Linked DNA regions of Gossypium hirsutum: region 1 is linked to region 2. A link is a contact called in public Hi-C data. All regions are on one chromosome and are shown on one strand. The core of a region is the stretch at or near the end of the contact, and the rest is flanking DNA. Distances in the headings are between cores, read along the strand shown.

Region 1 (5,399 bases), core at 2,498-4,997, 57 kb after region 2:
TTTAAATTGAAGTGGACGGTTAGTGCTTGAATATGTTAATTTTTAATTAAAATAATAATATAGTCTCCCCATCAATTTCGCTAACAAAAGAAAGAACCAAAAGGCCATTTTTAAGCTCCAATTATTCGGCCCTCTTGCACGTTAGGTGTAGGTAAGCCCCTATTTATGAATTTTATATTTTTGAGATCGTTTTAACTAGATTTAATTAATTTAGATAATAATTTTTAAAATTGTTAAAGTTTATAAATATTACCATTGATGTATCTTGAAGCTTTTGGTGTTAAATAGTTTGATTGTAAGCTTGGATGTGATAAATGACTAAATTATAAAGTGAAATTTGTTAGTTTTGAGTAAAGGGACTAAAACATAAATATTTTGAAAGTGACATGAAATTTCTGTAATTATTAATTTTAAATGGTTATAGAAGGATGAAATTGAAATTAGATTGAAAAACGAGGCTTAAATTTAAAATATATAGCTATTTCAATTTTAGGGATTAAATTGAATAAAAAATAAAATTTTAAGAAACTTTTAAAAAATGAAATTGAATTGACTTATACTTATAATAAGATGATGTAAGGTAATTCAAATTGATAAATTGAAATGATTTATTATAGATTAGGATTTGAAAGGAGAAATTATAGATTTGTCCCTTTTTCTAGGTAAGTTGCACATGGAACTTACTGTATTTTCTTATTATATTTGAATTGTGTCTTTGTATTTATTAATTATATATAAGTGTAATTTTAGTGTTATGACATCTAAAAGACTAAACTGTAAAGTACGAATTATACGATAGCTATGAGTTGTTACAAGATATGATATTAATGTAATTCCTGAATAATTTTATTAAACCAATGAATTAATATTTGCTTCCATTTTATTTTGCATACAAAAATCATTGACAAAAGGTGATAATGTAATCCATAAATAATTTTATATTAAATCAATTTGTTTGAAAAAAATACAAATTTTTAAAAAATATAAATATACTTAGAGCACCAAATCTAATAAATTCTCGATAAGTCTTTTACCAGCACTCCTTTGGCCTTGTTCACTTTTTTCTTCGAAACTCAAATTTTTTTTTTTGGTTGCCTCTACTTAATCGTTAGTGGTTGGGGTTTTCATTGAGCTATACGTGTGAGAATTATAGAGGTTTCTACAAAACTCTTCAAACTTTCCTTAGAATTGAGTTTCACTACATGTGATTAATAAATGAGGCAACCCATATATGCAGACGATGGTCTTCTAAACAAAGTTCTCCACCTATATTTCTATGATGGCACTGATAGCTTTAGCCTCTATGAACTTTTTTGGGCCATAGCTAGCCGAAAAGAACCAGGGGTGTCTAGTCCCTAATTCGCGAAAGGCCGAGGACTGGAAATAAGTTGAAGGTAGCATGGGTCACATTTCATAACTGAATCAAGTGCTTCCTTCTATAACGTGGGGCAACAATAGCCTTGGTGAAGGACCTAGGTGAGGACCCTTTTTCTGAATTGCCAACTGTAATTCCTTCGTGGATTTCTCTAAAAACCTAAATGAATTACTATAAAATGAGACATCTTAACAACGGTTGAGAAAAACTTTTCTTATATAAGACAATATCTATTATTAGGAGGCATTTTATATTATGAAATGACATTTCCTAGACCCGAAGCGTATCTCGCTTCTCTCTAACAAACGCTTTTTAATTAAAATAAATGAAATAGTTTTAAGTGTTTTTTTTTTTTTTTGGAAGAAGATAAGGTTAAGAACACTCTATTAAGAGACATTTACTGGCTGTGGAGTGCCCAAGTTCATCATCATGCAGCAAATGCAGAACTTCATCAGGTGGTTCATGGAAAATATTAATGCCCAGCTATTGGAACATAGCAATGTTAGCCATCTCATCCGCCACTCTGTTTCACCTCCCAACAGCGCCGTAACATTTCCTGCACCTTTCCATCTATGGCATTTGCTGTCTCCACCATAGTTTTATTGCATATGAGCTTGATCGCCGCCAAGTTGTCCATTTCCAACGCAATGGATGGAAACCCCATAGACCAAGCAAATTGTAGCCCATTGTAAATACCCCCACAATTATTGTCGTCCTGCCCACGTTAAGGCTGTAGTCAAACACCCAAGCACCATGATGATTTAGTATTTTGCTAGAAAGGTGGGTAAACTTAGAAAATGTAAAGTATGTGAATTTAATGTATTGAAATTATGTGGTGTTTCCTATATCTTTTTATGATTTAGGGAAGATTCTTCAACTCTTATTTCTTAATATAGTAGACAATTTTCTCCAAATTTTAAGTCATTTAAGTAAAAACCTTTTTCAATGATTTAGGCCTTACATTGTCAGCCTAATTTTATAGCCTTCTGGGCTTTAGTCCAAAATCGATTTGGGCCATTTTGTCATTTCTTTTCTAATTTTGATTTGAACTTATTTTGTTAGTTCTTTTTTGTTTTATTTTGTCATTTCTTTTCTAATTACTACCATCAATGTTTTTTTTATTGATTTAAACTATACAATAGAGTTAAATAATAATAATAATACATAAAATTATTAAAAATATTATTTTATTTGTATCAATTAATAACTAAAATCATATTTACTAATGTAATCAATATCATACAGACTTACTTATTCATTTAAATTTTCATAAATTGATAGGGAATAAATTATATTAAGATGATCCTAAAATCTAGGGTTTGTAAGCATCAATAAAATTTTACCACGTCATTAAATTTAAAGACATAAAATTATTATTATACACTCATTCATATTTAACCTACTCTCCAACTCTATTTTTTTAAATAAAAAAATAAAAAAAATAATATAGAACTTTTTAAATTTATACAATTCTTATTACTAAAGATTCAATGCAATATAATAAGAAAAGAATCCACTGTCTAGAAACTAATTTAAAAAAAAAATTAGTTGCACAAAAATAAATAATATTAACTTTTGAAAAAAATAAAATAATTAAAAATTGTAAAAGAAGAAAAGATGTTTGTTTATGATTTAAAAAATTAATTATTTTAAGTAATTTAATTAAAGTTAAATTAAATTAGAAAAGACAATAAATATAGATGAATGTATAATAATACTTTGTTATCTTTAAAATTTAATGACGTGACATTATTTCGTTAATACCTAAAGGCTGTATTTTTTTAAAATATCCTAATATAAGTTATTCCCAAACAAATAAACAAGTCGAAAATGAGTTAACATTGCTTCAATTGCCTTTATTTACCAAAATTTGAAAATTAAGCAACTCAATTATGAGTTTGTAGTTTAATAAAAACTACAAGTTTAAATTTTATAAGAGAATGTCATCAAAGTCTCATACTTCATCAGTAAAAATATTAAAAAAAATTTAAAATAAATATTAAATATAAAATCAGAAAACACAAAAGAAAATTATTAACAAGATGATACATCAAATATTAACTTTAAAGTTATAATCAACTTCACAATGATTTGAGTTTAGCTTTTTAAAGTTTCATTTTTTATAAAAAAAATAAATAAATATACTTATTAAATTAAAAAAGGGGTTTTCAAATTGGAGCTGTAATTAATGATAATGATTGTATGGATGGGACCAACAGATAATAATGGCATGAAGTTTGTTCTTTTTTTCAATAAAAAGTGAAAGGGTTGTTGTAATTTCATTACAACCGAAGATCTTTCCCCATATCCATTCGCAACTTTGGGGACAAGAAGAGCACGCATCTTCCAATTACATCCACAAAAACATTAAGCCTCGCTGCTCTGCAATTTCCCCCTCACACTCTTTTAACTGTTCTTCCCTTTTTTACCCTTCCACCACTACTACAACAAAGCAGCCATTTCAGTCGCTGACCCAACCACACCGACGACTGCTACCATAATCAATGGCTGCCGCGTTACATTTACAAACACACACTTGCTTCCATGGCACGTTCCAACTCTCACCTCCGCCACGACTTTCCGTTTCCTTCCCTTCTTTGTCCCGGTCGTTTCCATCTAACAGACGCTCCCTGTCCGCGCATGTTAAGGCGGCGGTGTCATCTTCGTCCACCACCAGGTTGCAGGAAGGGATAGCGGAGCTTTACGATGAGTCGTCGGGGATTTGGGAAGACATATGGGGTGACCATATGCACCATGGATATTACGACCCGGGTTCCGATGTTTCGGGTTCAGATCATCGTGCCGCTCAGATTCGAATGATCGAAGAATCGCTCCGTTTCGCTTGAATATCGGGTTAGTTTTCCTTAAATATTTTTAAATATGTGTCAGTTTCTGTTGGAAGATAACGAGAGTAGTGCCAAGTCCAATCATACAGGTGCTCCTTATAACTGTTCATTGACTGGACTATACGTCTGTATGTCTGAAATTTAGGAAAATTTAGATAAAAATATTAAGCTTAAAAAATATATTTTTGTTCATAGAATTCAGATATATGTTGGATGGAGATACAAAAGTTCCAAGTCCGTGCAGGAAAAGATTGGTTAGGTTAGTAATATATTTGTAAGCAAAACGTGAATAAGAAAAATAGAGCATTGAAATTGACATCCAAACATGGCCCTAATAGTCATAGATGGTCGAAACTGATCAGTTTTTGTTGTACATCCAGATTTTTGTTGCCTTAATTGGAATGGATGAATAGTTCGTTTGTGTTTAATTATTTTCTCCTTATCCTCGGGACTCAATTGAAATATCTGAAATTGGGTTTGCAGATGACCCAGCAAACAGACCCAAGAGAATAGTTGATGTTGGGTGTGGGATAGGAGGCAGTTCTAGGTATCTAGCAAGGAAATATGGAGCAAAATGCCAAGGCATTACTTTGAGCCCTGTTCAAGCTGGAAGAGCCAATGCTCTTGCTAATGCTCAAGTACTAGCAGACCAGGCATGTATTCATACATTAAAGGCTTTTACCATTAGCCAAATGCAATAACTTATTTATTAGTATAACACGTAGCCGTATTAGCAGGTTTGTTTTGAAGTTGCAGATGCCTTGAACCAACCATTCCCTGATGACCAATTTGATCTTGTTTGGTCTATGGAAAGCGGAGAACACATGCCTGACAAACCCAAGGTTTGTAACTTTTTTTTTTTTTAGTTTCATTTGGCACGATTTCTTTTAAATAATAACAGAAAATAGAATGCATCCATGCTTGAATTATCTGATAATATCATCTTAGATTGGTTATGTTTGGGGTTACAAATTGTGAATAAACTGGCAGTTTGTTGAAGAGCTGGTGCGAGTGGCAGCTCCAGGAGGCACAATAATAGTAGTGACATGGTGCCATAGGGATCTTGGTCCATCTGAAGAGTCTTTGCAGCCATGGGAGCAAAAGCTTTTAAACAGAATATGTGATGCTTACTATTTACCAGAGTGGTGTTCTACTTCTGATTATGTCAAATTATTTCA
Region 2 (5,553 bases), core at 2,069-4,568:
AAGGAGAAGCTGTATATATTCCTCCATGTGTACCGGTGGACACTGGTGCCTGTGATGCATTTGCATCTGGTATTTTGTATGGTATACTACGAAGTGTCTCGGAATTAAAAGTCGTGTACATTAGCAGCTAGGATTGCAGCCACAGATGTTGGGCAACAGGGGACTCGACTTAGTGTTCAGGATGCCGTTGATATTGCCGAGTCATTTGCATTCAACCTCGGAAGTTCTAGTGTAAGGTCAGATGTAGGTTCAGGTCAAATTCCCAGCTTATGACGTATTTGCCTTGAAGCCCCATGTTAATTTCTCCATTCTTATATTTTCCATAGCTTGTAACCTTGGATCTTGTCCGCTATGTTGTTTTAACGCTTCTTTTTCCTTGTAAGTGTCATATCTCTGACAGTCATGCCCATCGGCATGGTGATCTTCCAAAGATCCTTGGAGAATCTTGAGAAAAATTGAAGACAATTGCGTCGGTAGCCTATTACGGGTTCCAAGTAACATAGATTGTCCCTGAAAACATTGCTGGCAGCAATTTGAATTGCCATTGATTCAAATTTGATCACTATTCCAATGTCATGCAGTATCAATATCATGAAATTACGTCTCGTATTCTCTTTCAGCTGTGTCTTTCATCTGGCCAGAGCAAGTACAAGGATTAATTCAACTGCTAGTAAATGATAGAGATATGGTTGAAACAAGTTGTATATGGGAACACATCAAGGGCTTGGAATGGAACTTTTCTTCTAGGACTCCACTCCTGCACTTGGAAAGATCTATTTCTGATATTTTTGTTATTTAATTCAGTTTTCATGACAAGCTACGAAAGAGAGGAAAAACAAGACTCAATATCGATATATTTTTTTAATAGATATTAAGGAAAATAAAAAAAGTCAATACACATTCTTTTCATTACAAACATAATACCTCATATGTGAACAACAATAGTTTATGATTGGTCTTTTCATTTATTATTTTTCTAGGTCACTTTTTTTTGTTTAAATTAATTCTTGATATTTTTTTTAAAATTCTAAAATTCAAACATACTTAAAAGATAAAAAAACAAATCAAATATTAACAAAATCATGTTCTATAACATTATTAAACGCCAAAATTATATTTATAGTATTGCCAATCGTCCCATAACTTGTGAAGTATTTGAATCACTATTTTTGTAACCTCTTCTCCCACTAAAACATTATTTAACACACTTAATTGAAATTAAATTATAACAAATAGATGTTTACCCCCTAAATAACTTCCATTTAAAAAATTTAAATTTAAATTCTAGTATTATCAACTCTGCTTCATCTTAATATAAAAATTATATACAAATATGAATACAGTATCAACCTACTCGTCTTCAAACTTTGATCTAATCTTTTTTCCCCTTATTTATCTTCACTATTTCCCTTTTTTTCTTGTATGTGTGATTGGGATTCCAACACCGGCCTCAAAACACAAAGGCTCAGACGTCGACATTACTTCCTATATCTTTTCTGTTTTCTGTAAAATGTATATATACAATAAGTTTCACTGTACTATAAAAAAGAGTTTTGACTATGATTTATACTACTATCCTATAATGAGCCTCCCATTGGAGCTCGATGAGGTACTCCCTTCCTCCTCCTGGCCGTAGGTGGCGGCGTCGATGGCGTGAAGCTTTGCTGTATGCTCTGTATACCCTCAATGCTAACACTTATGTTTAGCGACTCACCTTCAGAGTACTCCATTTCTGTGGATAATTTTCCTTTCTTAATCAACTTCTTCGATGTCCCAACCACCTAAATTAACGCGAATTTAAACTTTGAAAATAAGATAATATTATTTATAGGAAAAATAATCATCTCGGTCCTAAATAGTAAAATGAACATAAAAATTAATTAAAAAACTCAAGACAAAAAGGGGTTGATATAAAATTTTAAACATCAAAATTAAACAAACATTTAGTTTGGAAGAGCTTAAATTAAATAATTAAAATTTGAAGACTACAAAATGGTCATGTACAAATTTATCTATTCTATTTTTATTTATGATTTGACCTATATTTACCAGAAACTTGGACCCTATGCTTCATCAATTTCTAGTAAAACTAACATGGAACAAGTTATTAAATGGAATGGATAACGAATCTACTTCAAATATCATGTTAGAAAGACATTTGAGAGTTTTGATAGCCTCAGATATTTGTAATATCTGATGAAATAGACAAAGCAAGCTCCATTTTCATCACCACTCTCAAATAGAAGAATCAGATAATGTGGACTTTTAGCAATAGCCATAAAAATGTTAAGGCAGGAAGAAGATGAATGGAAATATATACGGTAAAAAAGATTCATAAAAATCCTATTCGTATACATATATTAACAAATGCATTGCAACCACATGATGGGACACAAGTTGTCCTGTTATATGTTCATTGATTTTGTTTTTGAAAAGAAAAAGAATAAAGGGTACCTTGCAACCAAGAGAGCAGAAGGTGAAGGAATCAAGGAGGCTGCGGTGGCAGACATGGCAGGTATTCGTAACACCTTTGCCCAACCTAGGCTGTGGTCTTTCATTCAAGAACACTATCCGGGCACTGTTTATTATGTATGTTTGAATCCCTGTTATGTCTATCAGTTTCTGAATCTCTGAAACCCTTATCACATCATGGTATGATGATCTCCTTATCTGCAACATTCTCCACATTCATTCACTCTTACCTTTACAAATTAATACAAGTTTTAATGATTTATACCTGAATGGTTCTATGGTCCTTGTGATAAGCAAGGCAAAGTGAACAAAGCGCTCCATTCATGCATTCCAAGCAATACATGTTGCATTCACTCTTATGAGCATCTGCGTGCAGCTTGCATTGACCAAAAAAGCTTGTTTGAAGCAGAGGTCTCAGCCATGGCGGCCACTTCATATCCTCATCCTCATCATCTTCATCATCTGGTCCTCCTCCTCCCTAAATTATACATAAGCCAAATTTATTTCATCATCAGCTTCTGTATACAATCAAATACTATTCAATAATAGATAATCGATATCCAACAAGGCTGGCGGCCTAACCATGATTCTTCTGCTTTTTGGTCTGATTTCTCTAACGCTACTTGTTTCTTCTTGGTCGATATTTATCATCTAGAGCTAAACAGAAATTTTCTAGGAAAACTTTTTTTTTTTTTTCAAGAAAAAAGAGAAGTGGGTCAGTTTGAAGTGGTGAGTGGTGGATGGGGTAATGGAAGACGCTTATCTTAAGCTTAAAAGTCTTCCAATCGAATCTCTATCCGAACCTAAACCAATAAACCCAAAAAATAATATTTATTTAAGATGCGTTTGTTTGAAGGAAGTTCACTAGATTCTTCAATTTTATTTACTTGGACAGAAAAGATTGAGAGTTGGCAAGTTGGAAGCCATGACGTGTGGTGGTTTCCAACGTTAGACGTTTGGAAGTGAGAGATTTGGACATGTAAGAGAAAAAGTAATGAATCATCCAAAATACAAGGAGACTGAAAAGGCCATGTGTTGGACGTATTTTTAATACTAGTGCATGGTGATAGAGTCTAATTGTTAGGGGTTTTTATGATGATTACATTTAAAAAACAAATAATTTCAATTTAGAAGCATCTTGAATATTGCCAGTTCTAGGAAATACCTTTGCGGTGAGGACAAATGTATCTCAATCGTGTAAAAGCCGTCATACTTGGTTTGTTGATTTTAATAGAATTAAGTCTCGTAAACCCAGTTTGCCTATTCCGAGACTTTATGGTCGTCTGAAACAATTCCATCATCGCACATAAAATCAGACAACATAAGAAACAATAGATACACAAAGCAAGTATTATTTTTAATTGGGTTAGTGGTTAAATTAGTCAGATTGTTGATTTTTGTTTGGTTTAAATAAATAAATTATTGAAAATAAAAATTATTAAAAAAATTATTGTTAAAGTTTATGTGACTTAAATTTTTATTGAAAAAATAAATACAATGGCAAAATAAAAATATTTGTGGGGGCGAGAGGCCAAAGCCTGCCACAGATACCAATTAAGTATAAAATTGGATTGGGATTGTGACCGAGGGTGTGAGGGTCGAAGGCCCTCGCGGCATGAATCATGCCACACAAGTAGAATACATATAGAACTACACTTCTTCTATTTGACATTAAATAGAATAGCGTTTTTCAACCTTTAAATAGATATAGTTAAAACTCTTCTTGTATAATTTAGTTTTCAACATTAGTGAATTTCTCCTCCTCTGCCTGTGATTTTCCCCCGAAAGGGTTTTTACGTAAAATCTGTGTTTTTATTTTTCTTTTCTTATTGCTTTGCGATTGTTCTATTGTCATTATCGATGTCTATTATAACAATTATAAAAATCAATTTAACTTTTTTTTTTGGCTCAACTGGTTTGTATCGGTTTGTAAGTTAATTAATTTTTATACTTCTTCTTGAATTGATACTTTAATTAATTTTCAATCTAATCAGTTCAACTAAACAATCCAATCTGATTTTGACAATATTGCTTAAAACTTGAGAATCACATTGTGAAAGAAAATTCATTTTACTTTATTGTAGGTTGTACTCATGTTTAATTTCAGCGTAAAACCGTTATTCAGACCATTCTTTGAACCCGTAGAGTAGTTAATGAACTTGTAAGCAACAATGACATTATATGTAATCATCTTACCCAAAACAAAGCACCACCACTCTGATGTGACTGATGCAATAGGTAAGACATTTTTAAGCCTACTAATAGAACTTTAAAGATGATTTTATAATGAACTAAAGACTAATGGACCTAAAGTTGATCCATTTTTTTTTTGGATAGTAGGGAATTCAATTTGAAGGTATTACTCATCTCATGAACAATGCAATCATTCACTACTTTAATGATATCTTACGATGTTTGACCATTCTAAGACTTGAAGAGATTTTTAAAATAGTTAAGCATAATGTTATAGACCCATACCTTTTCTTCTACCCAATTATCAAGTTCATCCTCCAAAATCATGATCCAATTCTAATTATGTCTTTTACTGGCTTGAGCATAGAAAAGAATTAGTGTTTCTATCCCCATCTAGGAACCACAACTCCCTCGATCTCTATTTTTAGTGCATCTCATCCTTGTCAAGAAGGCAATTAAGCTTAATCTAGGATTCTCGTAGCAATTAGATATTAGCCTCAATCAATTCATGACTATCCGTCAAAGATGCCACCTGGCTAGTAAAATCTTTAATACATCCCTTCACATCCTCGGATTTCCTCATTTGTTGAACCTTTAGACCTCATCCAACTTTATGTATCCACTGCCGGTCATTCTTCATAGTACACATATTTGTCTCATTAGTTTCATTGTTCTTCTTTATAAGCTAACATGCCTTAAATTTAAAAGGATTTTTTGGCTCCCCGTTTCTCGAGCCCCTAACCCTTGAAGTTCCAAAAAGAAATTGAACAATGAATAGAAGCTACTTATGGGAGCACCTCGGTTTTCAAATACATAGACATCTTCGCTTAATCCCTATTAGAAACAAACCGATCCAACCTTTCTTTAACAATAGTTTAAGCATCCTTA

What was found. Hi-C and Micro-C count contacts between places; a contact is called where the count stands out from the background.
Region 1: a contact with region 2 is called in a Hi-C map of leaf, with 1.7 times the contacts expected there. The contact joins the enhancer-like site here to the promoter of LOC107918853 in region 2. A contact is called at or near these places in 5 of 34 Hi-C or Micro-C datasets (callus and leaf).

The regions. Positions count from the first base shown.
Region 1 is chrA13:100,412,129-100,417,527 of Gossypium_hirsutum_v2.1, forward strand. It overlaps the pseudogene LOC121212519. Among protein-coding and RNA genes, the nearest start is that of LOC121212520, 14 kb to the right of the region's middle. Within about 2 kb of position 3,748, at least 8 of the 9 cell types and tissues checked have an H3K27ac peak or open chromatin away from gene starts, as enhancers often do. A contact at or near this core is called in leaf, where this site is marked.
Region 2 is chrA13:100,355,333-100,360,885 of Gossypium_hirsutum_v2.1, forward strand. LOC107918853 (protein RGF1 INDUCIBLE TRANSCRIPTION FACTOR 1) reads right to left here and starts at 3,319. Exons shown (of 4, transcript XM_016848433.2): 1 at 3,055-3,319; 2 at 2,738-2,950; 3 at 2,455-2,670; 4 at 1,289-1,781. The coding sequence starts at 3,123. The coding sequence ends at 1,578. It also overlaps the pseudogene LOC107919209.